Regions from separate parts of the Sus scrofa genome. Here regions 1 and 2 are each linked to region 3. A link is a contact called in public Hi-C and HiChIP or PLAC-seq data. All regions are on one chromosome and are shown on one strand. Each heading gives the region's core, a stretch centred on a gene start, on an enhancer-like site or on the middle of the called end of the contact. The rest is flanking DNA. Distances are from core to core; before and after follow the strand shown. Region 1 has its middle 180 kb from the start of QKI. Region 2 has its middle 250 kb from the start of QKI. Region 3 overlaps PACRG (parkin coregulated gene protein).

Region 1 (3,659 bases), core at 1,089-3,588, 390 kb before region 3:
GCCATGGCTGCAACCTATGCCACAGCTACGGCAACATCAGTCCTTAACCCGCTGTGCTGGGCTGGGTATCAACCTACGCCACCACATAGATAACACCAGATCCTTAACCCACTGCACTGTAGTGGGAACTCCATAATTTACTAATTTTTTTCTTAAATAGACTGACGCTAAATTTCTTTCTTAGCCTTTATCTTCTTTTCAATGGGTCTAACTAAAAGCAGTTAAAAGTATGGAGTTGCCCATCGTGGCTCAGTGGTTAATGAATCCGACTAGGAACCAATGAGGTTGTGGGTTCAATCCCTGGTCTTGCTCAGTGGGTTAAGGATCCCGCGTTCCCGTGAGCTGTGGTGTAGGCTGGCAGCTACAGCTCCGATTTGACCCCTGGCCTAGGAACCTCCATATGCCACGAGTGTGGCCCTAGAAAAGGCAAAAAGAGAAAGAAAAAAAAAAGTAGATTTGATTCAGATTCAGTATTGTTAGCAATACTGATGCTTGTGTATTTCCGCCTCTTTATTGAGACTGACGAACATGCAGCATTGTATATGTATATAATGTAATGATTTGATATACATATGTATCGCAGAACATGTACCACAATAAAGTTTAACACGTTCATCACATCACATAGTTAACCTTTTCGTGTGTGATGAAAATGTAGGGTCTACCGTCTTAGCAACTTCCAGGTATACAACACCAGTTAACTATAGTCGCCATGCTGTGCTTGCATCCCCGCGGCTTATTCACCTTATAACCAGAAGTTTGCATCCGTTGGCCACCTTCATCCAATTTTCCCACCCCATCCTCCTGCCCTTGGCAACCACCCGTCTACACTGCATATCTATGTTTTGGGATTGTTGTTGTTGTTTTTAAAGATTGCACATATAGGAGTTCCTGTTGTGGCGCCGCAGAAATGAATCCGACGAGGAACCGTGAGGTTGCAGGTTCAATCCCTGGCCTCGCTCAGTGGGTTAAGGATCTAGTGTTGCCTCCAGCTGTGGTGTAGGTCGCAGACACAGCTTCGATCCCGAGTTGCTATGGCTGTGGCATAGGCTGGCGTCTACAGCTCCGATTAGACCCCTAGCCTGGGAATCTCCATATACCGTGGGTGCAGCCCTCAAAAAAGACAAAAGACAAAAAAAAAAAAAAGATTGGGCATATAAGTGAGAGCATGCAATATTTTATTTCTCTGACTTAGTTCACTTAACATAATACTTTCAAGATGCATCCGTGTTGTAGCAAATGGCGGGATTTCCTTCTTTCTCGTGGCTGAAGATTATTCCATTGTATGTAGAGTAGATACTGTTTCTTCTTTATCCAGTCATTGTCAAGGGACACTTCATATTTCGGCTCTTATGACTGATGCTACAGTGAACTTGAGGATGCGGCTATCTATCTCTTTAAGACGGAGGTTTCATTTTCTTCGGATGTCATTATGGTGGTTTTATTCTTAATTTTTTGAGGAACCTCCGCACGGTTTCCTACGGTAGCTGCACCAGTTTACATTCCCACCAACAGTGTGCAAGGCTTCCCTTTCATCCTCCCCAGCATTTGTTATCTCTTGCCTTTTTGATGCTAGCCGTCCTAACAGGTGTAGGGTGATGTCTCATTGTGGTTCTGGCGCATGTCCCTGATGATTAGTGATGCTGAGCAACTTTTCATGGACACGTTGGCCATCTGTATTTCTTGGGAAAAATGCCTATTCCATTCCTTTGCCCACGTTTTAATTGGATTATTTGGGGGGGGGGTTGCTGTTGAGCTGTATGACTTCCTTATGTATTTCGGATATTAACTCTTATCAGATGTATGATTTGCAAATATTTTCTTTGATTCAGTAGGTTGCCTTTTAATTTTGTTGATGTTTTCCTTTGCTGTTTAGAAGCTTTGTCATTTGATACAGTCCGACCTGTTTATTTTTGCTTTATAGCTTGTGCTTTTGGTGTCATATCCAAAAAAATCACTGCCAAAACCAATGTCAGGAAGCTTTTCCCTACATTTTATTCAAGGAGTTTTATGGCTTCAGGTCTTACATTTAAGTCTTTAATCAATTTCAAGTTAATTTTGTGAGTTGTATGATCTTCTTTATTAGAAACATAAGAGAAAAAAGGAACCATAGGAGTTCCCACTGTAGTGCAGTGGATTAAGAATCAGACTGCAGTGGCTCAGATCACTGCAGAGGTGCAGGCTTGATCCCTAGCCTGGCACAGTGTGTTAAATGACCCAGCATTCCCATCTGCAGCTGTGGTGTAGGTGGCAGCTGTGACTCAGATTCAATCCCTGGCCTGGGACCTTCCGTATGTGGCAGATGTGGCCATTAAAAAGAAAAGAAAAAAAAAAGGAACTACGTAGATAGACATTACATATGCTGTTAGATGCCAGTATTAAATAACTGAGCAGCCTTGACCTACACGAGCCAAGAAGCAACTTCACACCAGAAAGTTCATTCTGAACTTTCAACCTTGTCACTTTCACCAAGCCAGTTCTCTCTGCCCATGTAAGGAGTGCCCAGGCATGGGTCTACCTCTCCACCCCTTCCTTCATTACTCATCCTGTTTCTTACCTTCTTCCCCAGCCCATCCACCGACTGTTGTCCTCCTCCTTCCCTTCTGTTGGGTCACCTGGGTCCCCATTCCACTGCAGGCCACCTCTCTATATCAGGATGGCAACTAGATCTTCAACTGGCATGTCGGCTCTAGTGGGTGACTGGAGCACCATACGAGGATTCTGATGTCCTGCCAGAATTCCATGGGGAAGATGCCATTGCAGTCACACATGCAGTCCTATGATGCCCATAAACTAGAATTGGTTCATTGGTGCCCTCCACGAGAATACAGTCAGTCTCAAGTGTGAGAGAAAGATAAGAGGAAGGAAAGGAAATGTTATTCTTAAAACCCTTTAGGAATTAAAGAAAAGAAGAAAGCTCACATAGTAACCTTAATCTAGGTTCCAGAAAATTTGAATTTCAAGAGGATAAAAATAGGTATTATGTCTAATTTCAGCTCATTTCTCTCCAAGGGAGTCTCTCTCTCTCTCTCTCTCGAAGAATTTTATTTTAGGTGTTGCTTTTTTTCTCAAAACTATCTTTAAAAGTTATCTGGCTTCCTTAAGTATCTTCCCAGCACCTAGCAATGGCAGGCATTGTATGAAGCCTCTGACTGTCAGGTTGATAGACTGTTCAATGAACACCAGATCAGGAGGGGAAAGAAAAAAAAAAGATTTTGAGTCTATAATGAAGAGAGAGTAGCAGGCTTCTGTTCTAAAAAGACAGCACCTCGGGAGTGTTTTAAGAATGAAAATCCCCATCTATGTCCTCACTTGCTTTTCTGTTCCCAACAAGGGAACTGAAACTCGGACTTGAGAAATAAAATCAAATTTTGAAATGATTTCTTATGAAATAACTTTGCCTGCCCAGACACATGAACAGATTGACTCGCTTAAACTCTTCCTTGAAAATTGCTGTTTCCATTTCTGCCTCCTCTTTCTCTGCCTCCTCTTCTTCTACTTCTCCTTTATGATTTTATGTCAAATATTGTTTTATCTTTAAAAGTTGCTTGTTTACACAAACACACAATTTGCAAAAATATACCAATGCTTGTTTTTTTTTTTTTTTTTTTTTTTTTTTTCCTTTCCCTGACCTTTCTCTTTTCCCTCCTTGGTAGACA
Region 2 (4,049 bases), core at 196-2,695, 450 kb before region 3:
CCCAAACTCTTCCCTGGATTTTCCCCTTTGGTAACCACAAGTTTGTTTTCTATGTCTATGAGTCTGTTTCTGCTCTGTAAATAAGTTCATTTGTGTCACTTTTTTTTAGATTCTACATATAAGTGGTATCATATGATATTTGTCTTTATCCAGCTTATGATAATGTCTGGGTCCATCCACGTTGCTGCACATGGCATTATTTCATTCCCTTTTTGGCTGATAAATATTCCATTAATGTAAATATACATCTCGATCCATTCATCTGTCATTGGACATTTAGGTTGCTTCTATGTCTTGGCTATAGTAAATAGAGCTGCAGTGAACATTGGGGTGCATGTATCTTTTCAAATTAGAGTTTTCTCTGGATATATGCCCAGGTATGGGCTTGCTGGATCATGTGGTAATTACAGTTTTTGTTTTTTAAGGAACCTCCATACTGTTCTTCATAGTGTCTGCACCAATTTACATTCCCACCAACACTGTGGGAGGATTCCCTTTTCTCCACACCCTTTCCAATATTCATTATTTGTGGACTTTTTGATGGTGGCCATTCCGACTGGTGTGAGCTGATAGAAAGAAAGAAAGAAAGAAAGAAAGAAAGAAAAAAAAAAAAAAAAAAAAAAAAAAAAAAAAAAAAAAAAAAAAAAAAAAAAAAAAAAAAAGAAAGAAAGAAAGAAAGAAAGAAAGAAACTTCCAGTGAGCATAAAATATTTATGTCAGGGAAGACAAAGAGCGATGGCGGCCATGCTAGAAAAGGAAGGGTCAGCCAATGATCCAACTGGGAGGGCAAATCGCAGTTTATGCACCTGGCACAGGTAGGAAGGGCGGAAACTCTGCTCCCCAACACCCCTGTACTGCCTGCTCCGTACGCATTTAAGGGAACCCCGTCTGTGGCCTTAGTTACCTAACATCTCAATGAGTCAACTCTTCAGCAAATATGAGCATCTTTGGAATTTTTTTGTGAAAGACAAGTTTCCCAAACATGCATGCCCCACTGTCCTCCCCAGGCTCCTGGGCTTCCGATATTATCCGAGAGTTCTGGTAGTTTCTCTACGGTTCAGGTCTCAGTCTAGGCTTCAGAAAGGAGAGGAGTAGGTGACACCCTGCACCCAACAGTTAGTCTCAGATACAAAGCCCTGCCCTAGCCTGCAGTGTGCCTCTGCCTTCATGCAAAATGACATTGGAAATCTCATCATACTGAATTGCTCTTTCTAGAAATGAACAAAGAAAGGAATTAGATATTTGAAAGTTCTCCATGCACCGCTTGCACCTCAAAGACCCCCAAACTATTTTTATAAGGCTTATGACAAATCTGAGTGAGGTCAGCCCAACCTGGAAAATCCCTAGGAGCCCTTCAGATGCCTGTTCCTGCTGGGCTTAACTACACACCGCGCATTCCACCCGGTCCTTCGACCTCTGCCCAGACTTCCCACCCCCACGCCCAGCAGTCTTTCCTGTTGGGCCTCTGGAGTTATTCAAGAACCCGAGCACGTAGCAGAGCCATCACGATGCTCTCTCCTCAGCTGGCTTGGCTAATGGCCACTTCCTGCGGTTGTCAAATGAAAAGAGAAAAACTAGCATATCCCCAATGACTTACTGTATCGCTTCCCGTATCTGACTCTCTGGCAGCCGGCATCACTTAACATCACTCATAAATTAAGAGCCTTTTGCGTGGGTGCCGCAGCTGAGCCCTCCACCCCGTTTTGCTGATTATAAGGAAACTTTGCCAGGACTTCCATTATGAATAGTCATTTCCTAAAATGTAGCTCCAACAGCACCGACATCTAATCATGCCTTAAATGAATGAGCAGAGGCTGTACACGCACCCTGGACACCTCTGAGCTCATCCTGAAGATTAAAGGGACGTCTTCAGTGTTCCCCCGGCGCACACAACGCCCACGAAGTCAGCTTCACCTTGACCCCCTCAGCCTTCTCCCTCGCACCCCTCTTGGCCTCCAGCCTCCGGGACATCCCCCACACGCCTCCGCATTTCTAGGCTTGCCCAGTTTCTCCTCCCGCCATGCCCTGGCCTGTGAGAGGAGTCCAAGTGAGCTCCGGCTCTTGCGCTTTGCCGGACTCCTCGGCTGCCCCGTGGTACTGAGGCTGGACCGTTCCATCCGCACCCCTTCAGCCTCCCGCGCAGGTGCCCAGGGTGGTGGGCTACACGGTGCTGATGTTAGCAAACATTCCTTTCCACCCTGACGGATGCTGGGGACCAGGGGAAGACTCTCCTGCTGCCATAAATGTGTGTCTGTCTGTCTTGTACATTTGTTTTGTTTCTTCAGTATAGAATTGTGAGTGGCACTAGAGTTGGAGTCAGATGGCCCAGTTTTCATGCTGGCTTTGCTTTACCCACGGTGTGGCCTCTGCAGCCCTTTGGGGAAGTGTGCTGTGTTTGGGCAAATCCCAGTGTCTCTGACCTGCAGCTTCCCTGTTTGTAAAGTGGGAATAATACCAAAATCCATACTTGCACATTGTCTGAGAGTCGGTGAGACACCGCGTGTGAAAATACAACATGAAAATACATTAGCTGTCCTTGTTGCTAAAAATTGTAAGAAAGGACTAAGCAGCCCAGTTTTAACCAGGACTTCAGTATGTCTGAGCCACATGTCCTTAAACAAGATACTTTATACTTTGGGGTCTTTACAGGACTCCTGGCTTATTCCTAAGTTTGCTGTGAAGATCTAGATGAGAGGATGTGGGGGAGTTCCCACTGTGGCTCAGTGGGTTAGGAGCCCAACTAGTATCCGTGACAATGTAGATTCCATCCCCAGCCTCGCTCAGTGAGTTAAGGATCCGGTGTTGCTCTGAGCTGCGTTGTAGGTCACAGGCGTGACTCAGATCTGGCATGGCTGTGGCTGGGGTGTAGACCAGCAGCTCTATCTCCGATTCAACCACTAGTCTGGGAACTTCCAAATGCCACAGTTGTGGTCCTAAAAAGCAAAATAATAATAATAATAAAAGTAAAAAAAAGTTTAAAAAAGATAAGAAATACATGCCGCAGTACTTGGCAAAAAGTAAGAGCTTAGTAAATGACAACTGCTTTTATTTTACTTCTTATTATTTGAATAGGACACGTAGATAAACGGCTTGGCCAAGAAAAATAAATGAGGTACTATTTTTTATATTTTATGAGTCTCGAAAAGAAAAGATCAGGGAAGCAGGCTTTTCACATTTCCAAAATGACTTTGATTCCAAAATAAAGACCAGCACTTGATAGCTCTGGAGTATTGTCTAGCGATTTGGAAACTCTGGAAAAAAAAAAAATGAGAACAGCTGACACACTACAGCTTAAATATAATCAGTCACTGAAATTGCTCTGCAATTTGTTTCAGTGTTTTTCTGTGGATTTCTTTTTTTAACCATACATGTGTCCTAAATATATAATTATATGGCAGAATATAATAGCTCATTTAGAGTTATTGAGGTCTATTATGTAATCCAATAGGAGCATGGGGCGGGTTTGGAGAAGAGTGATGGTTATTAACTTGGAGGAGTTTCAAATACAAGCCTGGAGAGTTGTTAATAGATGGTCTTCGTATCCGTCTTCTAGTCTTTGCCCGTCTCCCCAGAGACAGATCATTTCCTTGCCCCAAACTAAACTGTTTTAAATTGATGTGATATAGTCATTCAAAAGATCAAAGAAGCTTCCATGTAAAATTTCTTGAGAGCAGGGTATAATTTTGGGTCTGTGTGTGTATGTGTCTCTGTGCGCGTGTGTCTGGAGTGTGTGTGTCCAAAATGCGGAAACCTGTGTCTTGGACATAACAGACACTGAATTTTTCAAAGAATAAACAAGCGAGGCAAACTACCCCTCCCCAGACACCTGCCCTTTGCCCCCGTATGTGAAATGTGTGCACGTGTCTAACTCTTAAGCAAGAAAAGAAACACACTTTTCCTGCCACCCTTACTCGGACTGCAAATAGAATTGGCCAGAACCATGATCTTGCAGCAGAGTTAATCACTTTGCCAATATATCCCCGCTGATTAACAGATGGATTCAAGGCAGCCTTTTTGTCGATTTCCATTCCTATTGGATCGTTTCTCTC
Region 3 (3,977 bases), core at 434-2,933:
AGGGGCAGAGGTGCTTCTGTAGACTTCGTGCTTCACTTCCTGCTCGTCTTCCTACCCTGGGCTTTGTCCTAAAACTTCCTACCAGTCGCCAATGACTTCCCTTTGTTTTCAGGGTAAAGTTGATTAGTCAAAAGCAAAGCAGTTTTGACCTCAATCCGCAGACGAGGCCAGCACTTTTTAGCCTCGCCTCCCATGTGCTTCTCTGCACCAGAGCACCGTTCCCTCCCCATCTCCTCCTGCTTCTCCCGAGGGACCCTCTCCCAGAGCTAGGGCCCTACTCAGGGTCCCCTCCACCACGGGAAGTTTGCCTTCTCAGCTTCTGGGTCATTTTCCTGATCTTCGATACCTTCCAACCTCATCCGTTCAACCAGTATTTACGGTTGTGCAATACGGAACACATTGTTTCGCAGCTGTATCTCCTTCTTCTTCTTTTTTTAAAAAATATTATTATCATTTTTTTGGCCTCACCCAAAGCATGCGGAAGTTCCCAGGCCAAGGACTGAACTTGAGCCCCAGCAGTGACAACATCGAACCCTGAACCTCTAGTCACCAGGGAGCTCCCTCATGGCTCTATCTTCTACACAATGAAATCCCAGTGATTCTTCAAGCTATGCTTCCTCCACAGGCTTCCTTCACAGCAAAGGTCCACCAGGACCTCTTTCTTCCCCGGACTCGCAGCCTGTCTACCACTCTGCTCCTGCCTAGCAAAGCTACGCTCCCGTTTGAGCCTGACTTAAAACCTTCCAACAAGACCGTTGTCTGCAAATTACTGCCTCTGAGGCCCTGAAGGAGTTAATCAACGTCTATAAGTTTCAGTTTCCTTGTCAACAAAATAGGGCAATACGTACACCACAAGACTGCTTGTAAAGATAAAGTGAGATAATATTGGTGGAAGTGTTCTCTTTACATAGATAATTATTATTTCATATATGACCATGTTTTAAGCATCATTTTATTAATGTTGTCAGTTAAATAATTTGAAGTTCTTGTCTCCAGTGAAGCCTGCCATATTAGGCTTAAGTAAGAGGCCACATTAAGCAGCAAGAGTTTCTTTTCGGATATATCATGGCTTAAGAGATTAGTTTCAGCAGCTTGGAAATAAGTGGGGATTATGATCATGGTGGAAGGCAATAAGACTCATCCACGGTCCTAACTGGATTGACTTTATAGACAGAACAACATTCCAAAAACCATTCTTGCCTCATGTTTTAACTGAGAACCAGGATAAAGTAAAACTATTAATTTAAGCAAGGCCTAAAATGTTGGGATTTCTTCAGTAACATTATCCTTCCGCTGATTTTGTGACTACAAATTTTCAGAAATTAGTGAAAGCAATGACGTCGCTCGTGGTTGGGAAGCAGTTGGCTCACTAAGAGAAAGGTAGCAGCTATTTCGCAACAGAGCAGGGGAATAAAAAAGGGCCTAGAAAAGCCTGTTGCTTTCAGTGGAAACCATAAGAGGAACTGAGGAGGTTAAGCCCTAAGAATGTATGTAGATAACCGATCTGAGTTGAGATTTGATCAAGAATCATTAAACCTTCCCTAAGAGCACTAAGGCTAAAAGGATGGGAAGGGAACAGGGGCTTTGTTTTAGATCAACAGCAAGGACAGCTCCAACAGCATGCTGGGCCAGCTTGGCCCTGCTTCAGCACCGGCTCCCATCAGCACGTGTTAGTTGGCTGCACCTCCCCAGCCTTGCCAGCCTCCTGTGCACTGGTGACCAGGTGGAACTCAGGTGGTCATGGTGAGCATGGTACTTTGCTTCAGTCAGTGATGAAAAACACATTCATAGTAAATGAGTGGTTCATGGTGAGAAATAAACCAGTGCAGGTTACTGACTACTAATGAAGTGCTGTGGTCTAGTTTGTAAAACAGCAAAAATATGTCTATAGCAAGGGTTGGCTGGAGATGTATGTGTATTTTCTTTTTCCATCACAAGCAAATAACCTCCAGTTCTCCCTCCCCCACACACGTGGAACATTTCCAGGGACACGTCCTTGGGTGGTGGCTGAGGAAGGGGCGGGGGACAGCTGGCATGAGACTCAGAGACTGGGAACAAGTTCACAGTGTTCATCTCTAGGGACCCGCAGAATAATTGAGAATTGCCTCTTTCATCTCCAACCCCTGCTTGCCTTTTTGCTGCCCCTGAGCCTCTGCTGTCCCCAAGTGGCCATCTGGATCACTCAGTCGGCCATTGAGATGCTGTGTGTGTAGATAAAAGTTTGCTGATGCTTCTGTTAACAAGGCTTTATTGTGTACTCTTCATCTAAGCCTAAGTTTACAAAACAGCCTGCGGTGTGGTACTGAGGTAATGGATGGGCAGGTATAAGAGTCAATCTGACCTGGCTTCAAACTCTGGTGCCAGCAGCGAGAAGCAATGTGTAGCAGGATCTTTCAGCCCATCATCTCTGGACCCATCATTCAGCCCAACACCCCTCAGTCCAGCATCTCTCAAGCCAGCGTCCTTAAGCCCAGCATCTCAGCCCTGTCATCTCACCTCAGCCTCTCCTACCCAGGTACCGACACAGGTGACTAAGTGATTTAATGCTGCTTTGACTTCTGGGGAAGGTTGCACAGCCAAGTAGTTAGCCATGCAGATTGTGAAGCAGATATATCTGGACCACACCCTCGCTCTGTTATTTACAACCTGAGTGCCACCCGTTAAATGTTGTAACTGCTTGAGCACCAAATTACTATGTATAAAAATACCAATCCAGCAAAAGACATGCAGCATCTGATGTGGGATCGTGGAGTGCTCACTCTGTGAGAGGCAGAAATTGTTGTTAATAATTTGTGGATACTCTTTGAGATTACAAATCAGATTATTATCTGATTTTCTGCACAATTTCAACCTAAGAAACAGAGCCTGTTGGCCTCTCCATATGCTTGAACAACCAAGTAAGTTGCTCACGAGTATAGAAGAAATTAAACCGCTTCCTCAGAAACTCAATGACATTCCTTAGCAGTATTTTCATGATCTATTTATTACAAGTTATGTAACAACTGATGTGAATTCATTATTTCATATAGGAGTATAAAAGCAAATAGTGTCATTGTGCCTATACAAGAAAATCTTATGAAGGGTCATGATATTTTAATGAATTGACTTGTTGATAAACCCAAGATTTATCAGGTGGAAAGAAGCATTTATCTTCACATGGTTCTCTTTTTTTCAGAAAGTACCAATCAGGTGAATGACTCACTTAAAGCTTTCACTGGGGAAGCAAATATGCCCAGGAAATGGGCAGGTATTCTTGAAGAGAAAGCCTGATTCCTTAATCAGAGACATGGATCAGATGGAAGAACAGGTGAAGAATAAGAGAAGACAGAACAAAACCCAATGTTATGCATGGCTTGGAAAGGAATACAATATTTGAGCTGATAACTGGATAACATAGTGGTATCCAAGTCCATGTCCTCTTAGAAAGACCTCCTGAAGGTAGTACAGCCACCAGATTACTTGGGTGGGTGATTTCAGCTTACTAAGCGCATGCTCAGTGCTCACAGGCATTTCAGGGCAGTGGATCTCGCCCGAGGCTGGCTGGACCTGTCTGGACAGGTTGTCCAGGCTTCCAGGATTTTATTTGTACACGGATGGATAGAAGCAGATGGTGTTTCAGAGCTTCCACTCTGGCCATGGCTAAGATGGTTGGAAGGCACATCTGATGCGGTCCTGCCCTCAGAGAGCTTATAGTCCAGATGGAAACCAGCTGTGAGCATGTGGTGTGCCAGGACAGCTACTGTGTAAGTTTTTGTTTTGGTTTTTGTTTTGTTTTGTTTGTTTTTGTTTTTTGTTAAGAATATGAAATGAGGAGCTTCTTATGTGGCTCAGCTGGTTAAGAACCTGCCTAGGACCCATGAAGATGTGGGTTCGATCCCTGGCCTCGCACAGTGGGTTAAGGACAACCCAGTGTTGCCGTGAGCTGCAGTGTAGGTTGCAGATGCAGCTTGGATCTGGTGTTGCTATGGCTGTGGTGC

The links. Hi-C and Micro-C count contacts between places; a contact is called where the count stands out from the background. HiChIP or PLAC-seq counts read pairs in DNA pulled down with a chosen protein or histone mark.
Region 1: a contact with region 3 is called in an H3K27ac HiChIP or PLAC-seq map of alveolar macrophages. The contact joins two enhancer-like sites. A contact is called at or near these places in 1 of 47 Hi-C or Micro-C datasets (embryonic fibroblasts) and 1 of 2 datasets of contacts at active chromatin or transcription factors (alveolar macrophages).
Region 2: a Hi-C map of retroperitoneal adipose tissue shows a contact between it and region 3, with 2.1 times the contacts expected there. The contact joins two enhancer-like sites. A contact is called at or near these places in 2 of 47 Hi-C or Micro-C datasets (heart right ventricle and retroperitoneal adipose tissue).

Annotation. Positions count from the first base shown.
Region 1 is chr1:4,700,758-4,704,416 of Sscrofa11.1, forward strand. No RefSeq gene overlaps it. Among named protein-coding and RNA genes, the nearest start is that of QKI, 180 kb to the right of the region's middle. Within about 2 kb of position 2,339, at least 1 of the 83 cell types and tissues checked has an H3K27ac peak or open chromatin away from gene starts, as enhancers often do. A contact at or near this core is called in alveolar macrophages, where this site is marked.
Region 2 is chr1:4,635,011-4,639,059 of Sscrofa11.1, forward strand. No RefSeq gene overlaps it. Among named protein-coding and RNA genes, the nearest start is that of QKI, 250 kb to the right of the region's middle. Within about 2 kb of position 1,446, at least 6 of the 83 cell types and tissues checked have an H3K27ac peak or open chromatin away from gene starts, as enhancers often do. A contact at or near this core is called in retroperitoneal adipose tissue, where this site is marked.
Region 3 is chr1:5,087,473-5,091,449 of Sscrofa11.1, forward strand. The region is part of intron 4 of PACRG (parkin coregulated gene protein); the gene reads right to left. Among named protein-coding and RNA genes, the nearest start is that of QKI, 210 kb to the left of the region's middle. Within about 2 kb of position 1,684, at least 15 of the 83 cell types and tissues checked have an H3K27ac peak or open chromatin away from gene starts, as enhancers often do. A contact at or near this core is called in alveolar macrophages and retroperitoneal adipose tissue, where this site is marked.